Regions from separate parts of the Mus musculus genome. Here all the other regions are linked to region 1. The links are chromatin contacts, called in public ChIA-PET and HiChIP or PLAC-seq maps. All regions are on one chromosome and are shown on one strand. The core of a region is the stretch at or near the end of the contact, and the rest is flanking DNA. Distances in the headings are between cores, read along the strand shown.

Region 1 (2,564 bases), core at 33-2,532:
CTGTATGATCTGGGGAGAAATCACTCATAACACTCCTAGTTAGATTTCAGAAAGAATCTTTAAAAGAAAGACCTGCCTTAAACCTATTAGAGAGGGTAGGGTATAAATAGTCTTGATAATTCCTAAATTAAAAACAACCTGGGTGGCAGTGGGTGGGTAGTGGAGCTGAAGCCATGGGCATGTTGGGCGAGGCTGCTGCTGCTGCTGAGCTGGGTGCCCAGCCCTAACAAAGCCTATTTGTTCCTAAGGACTGGACTTAGGAAGAATCTCGGCTGGTGTCTCCTGCATCAAAGAAATGCCGCTGGTCTGTATTCTGACCCAGGCTCACCTCAGGCTCAGCTGTACCTGGTTTCATAATAAGGAAGGACACTGGAGCCTACTGGAGGCCTGAACACAATTTTGAGACGGGATACTTTAAATGAATGTGCCTAAATGGGTGGCATCGCCTGGTCCCTCCTGATTGTACAATGCCTTACCAGCAGGGCAAACGCCATTTTGGGTGCCTAACCAGGCTCTGGCTACTCTACTCACTTCTCTGCTTTCCCATGTTTTCTGCTCACTGCTGTGACTCCCACACTTTCCTCTTCCAATGAACTGAGGAGAGCTGTGGGACAAGAGTGGCCTGTGTGTACTCCTGCCTTGATGGTCAACTCCGCAGCCTTCAAGTGATCGGCCTTCCACGGGTCTCTGACTCACAATGGCTAGCGATAGAGCTGGGCCTCATAGGGCCTTTCTCGGAGACCAGCCCTGGAGTGAATTCAGTCATGAACTCAAATAACCCTGAGACTCCTGGGAGAGGAAAGGTGACCTCATGCTTACTAAGACCCAGGTTGCTCAGCCCTGGAGGACCCCGCTGTGAACGGCAGCGGTTTGGCTCAGTGTCCCCTCTGAGGCTGTGGTCGCTGACCCCTCCCATTTAACTAAGGAAGAGGTTCCCGAGGCTGACAGATGTGGCTGACAGATGTGGCTGGGTAGGAGGCAGAGGAACGCAGCTGTGAGAAGTGATGGCCCTGGGCCCAGAAGCCTTGTCTTCTTGTGGCTGCAGCCATTTCCACCTGGTGCCTTTGTGTTTTCTAGTGCCCCCCTCTTTCAAAGCTCAGCACTTTGTTGTAGTATATGGTCTGGAAGAAGCTTCTGGAACAGTACCAGGCACCTCCCCGTGTTCCGTTAGTAGGCTGACTGGGGAGCTGAGGAAGGAGGCCGTGGCGCTGCAGAGGGACCTGGGGTTTAACGTCACCTCTGTGTGCCTCTGCTCAGCTCACGCCCCACCTCCGTCCTGTCTCTTCCTATCTCACTGTTTATGAGGAGTGCAGCCTTCTCTGTCACGTGCTCGCAGTATTCTACCCAGGCAGTGGGACCAGCCAAACTGAGGCTGAAACTTCTGAAAGGGTGAGCCATAGCGAACTTCCTCTTTTAAGGTAGCTTTCTGAAGTGTTTGTCACGACGATGAAAGCAGACACGGTTGTGGGTGTGGGGGACCCTCAGACATCTTGTCTTGAGATCTGACACCCTGTTCTGGGCCCTACACAGATGGCGTGTTCAGACTACTCCCAAGTTTCACAGTTAAAAATTGAGGAGTCCTTTAGGTTCTCATACTGAGATGTTCTTAAGATGCCGGCACGTTAGCAAGGGGAAGTCCCTAGATATGGCCACTGAGGAGTGAAGGATTATCAGAGTACTTATCTATACTTTTTAAAGCTGTGCCATGGGCTTTGAGGGCCGTCACATCCAGTGTTGGTAAACGTCTGTGGAAAGGGATTTGAGGACGGGACAGGCAAAGAGATGAAGGTATAGAGAGCACGGAGGGCTGGTTGGGTGGTTCTCACATGGTCTGAGCCATCTTCCTGGCCTGGAAAAGTGATGTTTTTAAAGGTGCCAGCAGCCCCAGGCATATGTTTTGGGGAATTGAGACAGCAGCTGTGTGGGATCGGAGCTAGGTGTTGCATGAGTCTGAGCATTGCCCCACAGCTGTCCAGCACATCCCATAGTCCCGCTTGCCTGTGTAGAGCACCTGAGCTGATGGTGGGGCAGTGGGCACTTGGATGCAGAACAAGCCAGGTTTGCGGTTTCAGGGTACAGCTCTCAAGGGAGGGAGAGTCGTATGACTGCTGCTTCTTTATTAGGCACAACCTGAGTCCAGATGGGATTCAGCAATCTCTGTGTGTGCACAGAGGCCGTGGTCAGTCCCAAGTGACTTCCTCAGTTGTTCTCTACCTTGACTTTTGAGACAGGGCTTCTCACTGAACCTGGAGTTTGCTGACTCAGCGGGGTTGGCTCTCCAGGTGGCCTCAGGGATCTGCCTGTTTCCACATCCCCAGAGCTGGGGTTCTGGGTGCACACTGCCATGCCTGGTAAACAAATCAACAAACACCCATGTTCTGGAAATCAGACCAGGGCAAGTACTTTACCTACTATGCCCAAGGGTGATATTTTTTATGGGAATAAAGGGGCAATCTTGAAAGACTGCAGGCATTGAACAGTGTACCTTCTGAGGAGATCCTAGTTTATTTTAGGATATTAGTTGTACTTACTTTTGGCTTGCTACTGCCAGAGATAACCTGACT
Region 2 (2,564 bases), core at 42-2,541, 390 kb after region 1:
GTTTTCGGAGTTCTTTCCCACAGCCTTAAGGACTGTCCTGAAGGTTGCAGTGTTCTACCATTTTGCTGAGACAGTAGAGACACCCTCACCTCCCAGAATCATGCTGTCTCTGATTATCATGGACATTGTGCCTCTGACTATCATTAACCTTGGGAGAGGACCTTGCCTGATAACCTTGACAGGGAGATATTTCCTGGAGGAACATAGAGTAATGTGTGTGTATGTGTTTGTGTGTGTTATTCAAACAAGCTTCATGGTCAGCAACTGTCAACACTTGTGTAGGCCCACACCCTACTGGTTCTGTTCCATGGTCCTGAACCATGTCATGCCATCCCTTCCATGACCATGCAGGACTTAGCACTGGACACACAGAATGCCATAGATTGGGAGGGGGCAGGATATGCATATGTTGTGTAGCTATGATCAAAGAGAAAAGTAGACTGGAGCAAAATCTTACTGGGTTGAAGGAGTTTGGGCTCAAGACTATAAAGTAGAATGCATGTGCCTATTTGGTATGGCCCCAGAGACTATGGCAGTTTTACCAGTGTAAGTGTCACCTAAAGATACCACCACATCACATGGGGAAGGTTTGTATAAAACTCCACTCACATGTCTTGCATAGCTGTTCTTCCTCAATCTGTACCAGACAAATGAAACTTAACATTTAAAATAGAATTGTGAAAGTAAAGAGGCGCATATTCCAGATCTCCTGAGTTGTCCCTGAGAAGGTTGCTAATTCAAGCTCCACTTGTTACAGACAGAGGAGTCCGGGAGTTACCCCTTATCCAGATGATACACTGAAGTCTTCTGGTCTATCTTGTAGTATCTTTGTGTATGTAAGGGTTAAGAATAATTATTATGTCAGTTCATAACACTTGTATACTCACTGGAGACTCTGTTCTTTCTCCATGATGTCATCTCTTCTTCCTCTGAAATGAGTTACCAAGGATAGTAAATGCCATATCGCAACACAAACAAACAACACACTGGGCAGTCACTTGTTCATATACCCAGAGACAATAGAACCCAAATGAAAATTTTATCATATAAGTTTATGCTGAATTCCACTGGTTTTTCATATTAACCATATGGATATAACAAAAAAGTCTCCAAGTGGTGTGGCTACCACACCACTAATTTTAGGAATGTCCAGATGTCATTTCATGCCGACTAGTTCAATATTCTAGTTCTCCCCATGATGTAGAGTGACAAGAGTTCTGACCTCAGCTAGACAGGAAACCAGCTAGACTGAGGCACAGTAGTTCTTGCATCATCCCCTACCACCCCTTCCAAAAGCAAGAACTCTGCCCAGAGGGATCGTAGAACAATCCCTCTACAAAGTCTCAGCGACCAGAATAAGGTCACATGCCCACCCAGAAACACCCCGCCCACCCCTCCACACACCTCCCAACCCATCTTGGCAAGAGAAGTGAGCTGTTTGCAGGATGAAGGGATTGTTTTTCAGCAGTGCTTCTCACACAGCATCAAAATCACCCAGGGCTGACAACTCTCCTCTCACCTAGCATGCCTAAAGCCCTTAGACCCCAAAACAAAAGCTTGGATTGCCTGCTCCATCCCAGAAGATCTGCAAAGTCTGGCGTAGGGCAATGGATTGGTGCAGGGCAGTGGATTGGCACAGGGCAGGCGATTGGCGTTCAGGGATGCTGATGGGGCAGGTCTCTGAGGAGGGACCCAGCTGTGAAAGGACCCACCCTCTTCCCCGGATTTCAAAGAACTGATTTCCTGCCACAGGCTTTAGGTTGTGCGCTGTGGTGTACATTTCCGCTCTCCTGCTCAGAGCTTAGTCATTGCTCTTGGTCAGGGACACTGTTTGTTTTTTTTTTTTTTTTTCCATTTTTTATTAGGTATTTCGCTCATTTACATTTGCAATGCTATACCAAAAGTCCCCCATAGCCACCCACCCCCTCTCCCCTACCCACCCCTTTTATGGCCCTGGCGTTCCCCTGTACTGGGGCATATAAAGTTTGCGTGTCCAATGGGCCTCTCTTTCCAGTGATGGCCGACTAGGCCATCTTTTGATGCATATGCAGCTAGAGTCAAGAGCTCCGGGGTACTGGTTAGTTCATAATGTTGTTCCACCTATAGGGTTGCAGATCCCTTTAGCTTCTTTGGTACTTTCTCTAGCTCCTTCATTGGGGGCCATGTGATCCATCCAATAGCCGACTGTGAGCATCCACTTCTATGTTTGCTAGGCCCAGGCATACTCTGACAAGAGACAGCTATATCAGGGTCCTTTCAGCATAATCTTGCTAGTGTATGCAATGGTGTCAGCATTTGGAAGCTGATTATGGGATGGATCCCCGGATATGCTAGTGTCTACATGGTCCATCCTTTTATCTCAGCTCCAAACTTTGTCTCTGTAACTCCTTCCAAGGGTGTTTTGTTCCCACTTCTAAGGAGGGGCATAGTGTTCACACTTCAGTCTTCATTTTTCTTGAGTTTCATGTGTTTAGGAAATTGAAGACCACCAACAGATTGGGAAAGGATCTTTACCTATCCTAAATCAGATAGGGGACTAATATCCAACATATATAAAGAACTCA
Region 3 (2,564 bases), core at 23-2,522, 350 kb after region 1:
CACACAGAGATAGTGCCACACAGAGACAATGCCACATAGAGAGTGTCACATAGAGACAGTGCCATACAGTGAGTGTCACACAGAGAGAACCACACAAAGATAGTGCCACACAGAGACAGTGCCACACACAGAGTACCAAAGAGTAAGTGTCACACAGAAAGGGCCACAGAGTGAGTGTCACACAGAGACAATACCATATAGCCTGCAATGAGGGGTCTGGCCAGAAGACAATCGTTGATGAGTATTTAGTGAAGGAATAAGCATTTTAGAATGTTTTGGCAATTACCATCAAGGGGCTTTATATTTGTAACAAATAATGGCACGTTTTTCTGTTTGTGGGGCTTCTGGGTGTGTTCACTTGTTCCAGTGCAGGTGATGGCTGGTGGAAGGATTTATGCCTACTCCAGTAATAACAGTCAGCTACTTAACACAGCAAGGCTTTACAAATACCTGCTACAGTTCAGGTCTCCGTTATTCCCGTGTACAGACCAGTCCTTTCATTAGGTAGTACCTGAGTGCAACCTCCACCTTAACAACAAGGGTCTGAATTGCAGAGCTAGAGTGATCATCTCCAACTAGTGATTCTAAAGCCAGATATCCATAGTCAGGGCACAAGACCCAGAAAGGAACAGCATCTTGTGGTGAAGAGAGCTGCCCACATTACAAATCCAAGCGGTTATAGAGTAAGAAAGCGTGCGGAGGGCAGACAGCCCATCCCTCCTCTGGGTAGAACAAAGCCATGGGACCGACCACAGGAAGCTCCTGGTCTTTGCCTCTGCCGCTTTACAGAATACTTCCTGCTGAGTAATTCACCAAGATCAGAGATCACTTGGTTTATAGTTCTGAAGGCTGCACATGGCACTGGCCTCTGAGCTACGATTGCCCCCATGGAAAGAAAGGGCTAGAGGAAGGAGCAGGCAAACAAGAGAGGGCTGGAGTCACTTTTGTAACAATCTCCAGATAAAGACATCCCTCCATGTGACATAATCTCCTCGTGAGGCCCCACCTCCAGACTAAATTCCCAATGTGTGAACTTTGGGGGAGAGACTCACGCCGTCGGTCACCGCCCAAGTTGCTTCAAGCATTATATATAAACAACCTCATGCTTCTACTTCCACTTCCGCCCAGTGTGTCATATGTGACACTCATCAGGCCTTGAAAAAACACTGACAGAAAAATAGTACTGAAACCTCAAACCTACCACCCAGGCTTTGTTGACACCAACAGGAAGATGGACATATTAGGCAATCCTGCTGATCTTACCAGCTCACTCACTGCCCAAGCTCATTAGAAGAACCACGAAGATGCTGATTGACGCCTACTGTGGGCGTAGAGTGGGAAGGAGAGGGCTGAGCTAACCCAGCTCCATCTGCAGGCTGAAGGGAAGCTTGTGGGGTTGATGCCTCCTGCTGCAAACAGCCAAGGAAGTCGTGATAATTCCATTTCCACTTCAGTGTGAAGAGCATCACAGAAGAGCTGTGAGACTAGAGGTAGCACAGAGATGTCCACTCTGTGCTCTACACTCACACAGGAACCTTCCCCAGACACTCACCCTTGAGAACAGATTTATGAAACAATTGTTCTCTGAATGCCTCGTCTTCAGTGCCCAGAACTGGAGTGTACCTCATTTTCTACATCTGATGTCTTTAATGTTAGTCAGGTGACCACGACAACTGAAAAGAGCAGAACCCACCTTAGAAAGGAATTTGGTATCGATAGTGATGAATTCTGACAGAAAAGCCAGGCACATATATTGTCTCCATGGTAGCATGAGGGTTGATGACAGAGAGAGTAAGAGTGTGTGTGTGTGTGTGTGTGTGTGTGTGTGTGTGTGTAAGAACTAATGGAAAGAAGAGAAAGAAGAAAGAGGTGGAGAAGTGGGGATGAGGTGGGCCTGGCTTTCTGCTTCATTTACCCATTTAGCAGCTCCAAAAACTCAGGCTAGGAACAAGACTCAGTCTCCAAAGGCTTCCAGCCTTCAGGAAAATTCTTAGTCAATGGTGCCTCCCTGAACCCCTTTGAACTGTTCACATTTTGGGGCTTTCATGTTTCCTGGGACTGTGAGCTCCATTGCCTTTTCTGGGTCGGCTTCAGTTGCTACAGCTCTCTCTCTCTCTCTCTCTCTCTCTTTCTCTCTCTCTCTCTCTCTCTCTCTCTCTCTCTCTCTCTCTCTCTCTCTCTCTCTCTCTCTCTCTCCCCCTGCACATCTCTGCATAACAGGAAACCAAGTGTAATAACAAGAAGCTTTGCAGAGTTGTGAGCACTTCCTACTGAGCCCTGCCTCTTCCTCGGTGCAGATGAGTAGAGGTTTGGCAATGATTGACAAGTGAAGCAGAGCAGACCAGGTGGCCATGTCTCGGGCTGTCCAGAAGCCACCTGCCTCCCCAGCACGGACGTGAGGAAGAAGGATCCACAGCTATGGGACTGTGAGATAATTAGAGCCACGAGTTACCCCCAGTGACAAGAGTAAAGAGAGCTATACCCTTCCCCCAACATCAAGACTAGCCATTTGAGGTAGGGGTTTTGCTTTATTATCCACTTGCATTCATTAATAGTGTGCTAGA
Region 4 (2,564 bases), core at 43-2,542, 290 kb after region 1:
CAAGTGTGAGGATTAATGGTGATAATCCTCCATGGAAGTGTGTGCCAGTAGTGAGGGGCCACAGTAGCCACGCCACAGCATCGCCAGTGGAAGCCTGTTCCCTCCTCTGAAGGCTCTGACTACCTCGGATTTATGCACATGTTTCTCTGCGGCATGTTTTTATTCTTTTCCCACAAGAAAGGTTTTGGCTGGGAGCTGACTTTATCATGCATTTGTTTATTTGTTTATGACAAGGTCTCATGTAGACCAGGCTGACCTCAAACTCACCATATAGCTGGAAGTGACTTTAAACTTCTGAACTGTAGCTCCGCCTCCCAAGTGCTCAGTCGACAAGTGTGTGGCACCACACCTGTTTCATGCAGTGTTGAGGATGGAGCCCAGAGCTTCATGCATGCTACCAAGTGAACTAGCAACACCCCCAACTTGATCGTTGGTTTTAATGGGATAAGCTTCTTCTTATAATTCCCTCCCTCCTCTCTCTCTCTCTCTCTCTCTCTCTCTCTCTGTGTGTGTGTGTGTGTGTGTGTGTGTGTGTGTGTGTGTGTGTGTAGCAGGGTTCATCAGAGTCCTTGGAAAGCTCCTTTTGGACACTCCCAGTAACAGCAAGGACATTTCAGCTTCATGGAGTAGGCAGTCTGGAAGGACAAGGGGTCGGTCTGAAAGGCTCTCTTCTGGCAGTGAAAGTCCCATAGAAAGAGACCCAAGAGAAATCTCTGGTATTTTCCAATGACTATTGAGCCACTTCTTGTTACTTTCTGTTCTCACTTGATGTGAACAGCTATTATCCGCTATGTGGTCCTAGTGCCACAATGCTTGACTCAAACATACGGAACCAAGAAACCACAGACTAGTCCTGTTAAAACCATGAGTCAAATAGATCTTACCTCCCTGAGTTGTCAGTTTTCTTGGTCTCAGCTATGCAAATGCAGCTAATAGTTCTCATAGACCTCGCAAATGCAGCTAATAGCTGTCTTAGACCTCCCAAGTAAGCAGTAGAAAAATGTGGTCATGGTTCTTGGAAGAGTGATTTCAACTGTCAAGCCGCTGCTTCCTTCTTATCCTCCAGAAATCAAGTTTGGTTCACAGTTCCTTTCTATTTCTTGTTGAATTCCCCCCTTGGGTGTCCAGAGACATTTCACTTTCAAATCATAAAAGGAAAGAGAGTGGTGGGTTTATAATAAGCATAGTGCCATTGTTGACCTCTGTGTGACTTGACTTCCAGCTAACTCATATATTCAGAGAGAAAAATGGGATCGGATGTGGCCATTCCTTTAGCACTGCACAGATGAGGGGAAGTGACATCATGGCTAGAGAGGCGTCAGTGGTCTGTGTCTGAACACACATTCTCAGTGGGCTCCCTGGTCTGTGTTTCTCATTGCCGTTCTCCAGTTGTCTTGGCACTTGGCACTCTTTCCTCTAGGCTCTACTATGACCAATGTAAGTGGGTTGTGGCTATTGGCCAGGTGAGGTTAGGAGATTTTACCACCCTTTAAGTATTCAGATTTAAGTGTCTGTACTAGATGTGGCTTCAAAACCCATCTAATTTCATCCTGGACAGGCTGGGTGGATCTCCAAGACCAGGAAACACTTTTCACAGCAGGTTAACTGAGAACTACCAAAGCGTGGGCTGACTGCTGAGCCCACACATTCTCTGGGAAACAAGTTACAGGATTCAACTTGAAGCATTCACTTAAAGCTTCCGTTTTTCCCTAAGGCTGATATTGAAACAGTTTTCACCTCTCACACACCACTCAATGCCCACCAAAGCGCCTGGTAGAATAGGAGCCAATAACTACTTGTTCAATGGATAAATAAATGAACATCAGAGAAAGTCTACATCAGTGAGAGTCTATGGAATACTTATCCGGTATGAAAAGTAATGAGCCGGCCTCAAAGAAGTTGTTGGTATCAGGTTTAGGTGTCTCACCAGACAACGCTTCTGTTTATTTCCAGCGTCCAGAGTATTTTTAATTTGGCGAGTGAGGAAGTTGACTCACCTGGTCCTCTCTCGGAGGCATGATTCTTTCCTTCCCTTCTCTATTGCATGAGTTCCATGCCTGTACAATCTTTCCACATGCAGAGTCTCTGAACCCCGAGACCAGGTCACTTCTTAGGCGCATATGCCTCTGTACCTGCTCAGTGTAACACGCTACACACTAGATTGACGTGCATCGTCCCAAATACAGTGAGTTTCTTTCCCTGCTTAATGTTCTTACTGCCTTGCCAAGTTCTTAAGAACACTGTTTGCCTAAAGTAGACTGAGCTCCCTGAGTTAGAATGGCTGGAGACCCCTCATACCTGGTCATGTTAGATAAGTAACTCAGCCTATCAGAGAAGCAGCCCCTCTCTTCATAGCACACACTCGGTAGCATTTCCTGCTGCCCGCCTGACTTCCAGAGCCAGACAGCTGTGGGTCAGCGACTTCAGAGCCACAAGCTGCCTACCGTGGCTCAAGTTCTTTGTTCAACTCTTTCCCCGAATTTTCAGATTGCCTTGGTAAGAGAGAATGAAGGTAGGAGGAAGAAGGGAGGTAACAGGGGAAATAAAGATCTAGTCTGAAGTAG

The links. ChIA-PET counts read pairs in DNA pulled down with a chosen protein or histone mark. HiChIP or PLAC-seq counts read pairs in DNA pulled down with a chosen protein or histone mark.
Region 2: a contact with region 1 is called in an RNA polymerase II ChIA-PET map of memory CD8 T cells, with 14 read pairs. The contact joins two enhancer-like sites. A contact is called at or near these places in 2 of 39 promoter capture datasets (cranial neural crest and embryonic stem cells), 1 of 115 datasets of contacts at active chromatin or transcription factors (memory CD8 T cells) and 1 of 9 other capture datasets (embryonic stem cells).
Region 3: an RNA polymerase II ChIA-PET map of memory CD8 T cells shows a contact between it and region 1, with 10 read pairs. The contact joins two enhancer-like sites. A contact is called at or near these places in 1 of 115 datasets of contacts at active chromatin or transcription factors (memory CD8 T cells) and 1 of 9 other capture datasets (embryonic stem cells).
Region 4: a contact with region 1 is called in a BATF HiChIP or PLAC-seq map of CD8 T cells, with 6 read pairs. The contact joins two enhancer-like sites. A contact is called at or near these places in 2 of 39 promoter capture datasets (the 3T3-L1 cell line and embryonic stem cells), 1 of 15 datasets of contacts at CTCF or cohesin (the NIH/3T3 cell line), 2 of 115 datasets of contacts at active chromatin or transcription factors (CD8 T cells and effector CD8 T cells) and 1 of 9 other capture datasets (embryonic stem cells).

The regions. Positions count from the first base shown.
Region 1 is chr6:87,151,764-87,154,327 of GRCm38.p6, forward strand. All of the region lies in intron 17 of Antxr1 (anthrax toxin receptor 1), which reads right to left. Among named protein-coding and RNA genes, the nearest start is that of D6Ertd527e, 48 kb to the left of the region's middle. Within about 2 kb of position 1,283, at least 167 of the 459 cell types and tissues checked have an H3K27ac peak or open chromatin away from gene starts, as enhancers often do. A contact at or near this core is called in CD8 T cells and memory CD8 T cells, where this site is marked.
Region 2 is chr6:87,546,345-87,548,908 of GRCm38.p6, forward strand. No RefSeq gene overlaps it. Among named protein-coding and RNA genes, the nearest start is that of Arhgap25, 14 kb to the left of the region's middle. Within about 2 kb of position 1,292, at least 71 of the 459 cell types and tissues checked have an H3K27ac peak or open chromatin away from gene starts, as enhancers often do. A contact at or near this core is called in memory CD8 T cells, where this site is marked.
Region 3 is chr6:87,501,854-87,504,417 of GRCm38.p6, forward strand. All of the region lies in intron 1 of Arhgap25 (Rho GTPase activating protein 25), which reads right to left. Among named protein-coding and RNA genes, the nearest start is that of Arhgap25, 30 kb to the right of the region's middle. Within about 2 kb of position 1,273, at least 138 of the 459 cell types and tissues checked have an H3K27ac peak or open chromatin away from gene starts, as enhancers often do. A contact at or near this core is called in memory CD8 T cells, where this site is marked.
Region 4 is chr6:87,446,584-87,449,147 of GRCm38.p6, forward strand. No RefSeq gene overlaps it. Among named protein-coding and RNA genes, the nearest start is that of Bmp10, 19 kb to the left of the region's middle. Within about 2 kb of position 1,293, at least 22 of the 459 cell types and tissues checked have an H3K27ac peak or open chromatin away from gene starts, as enhancers often do. A contact at or near this core is called in CD8 T cells, where this site is marked.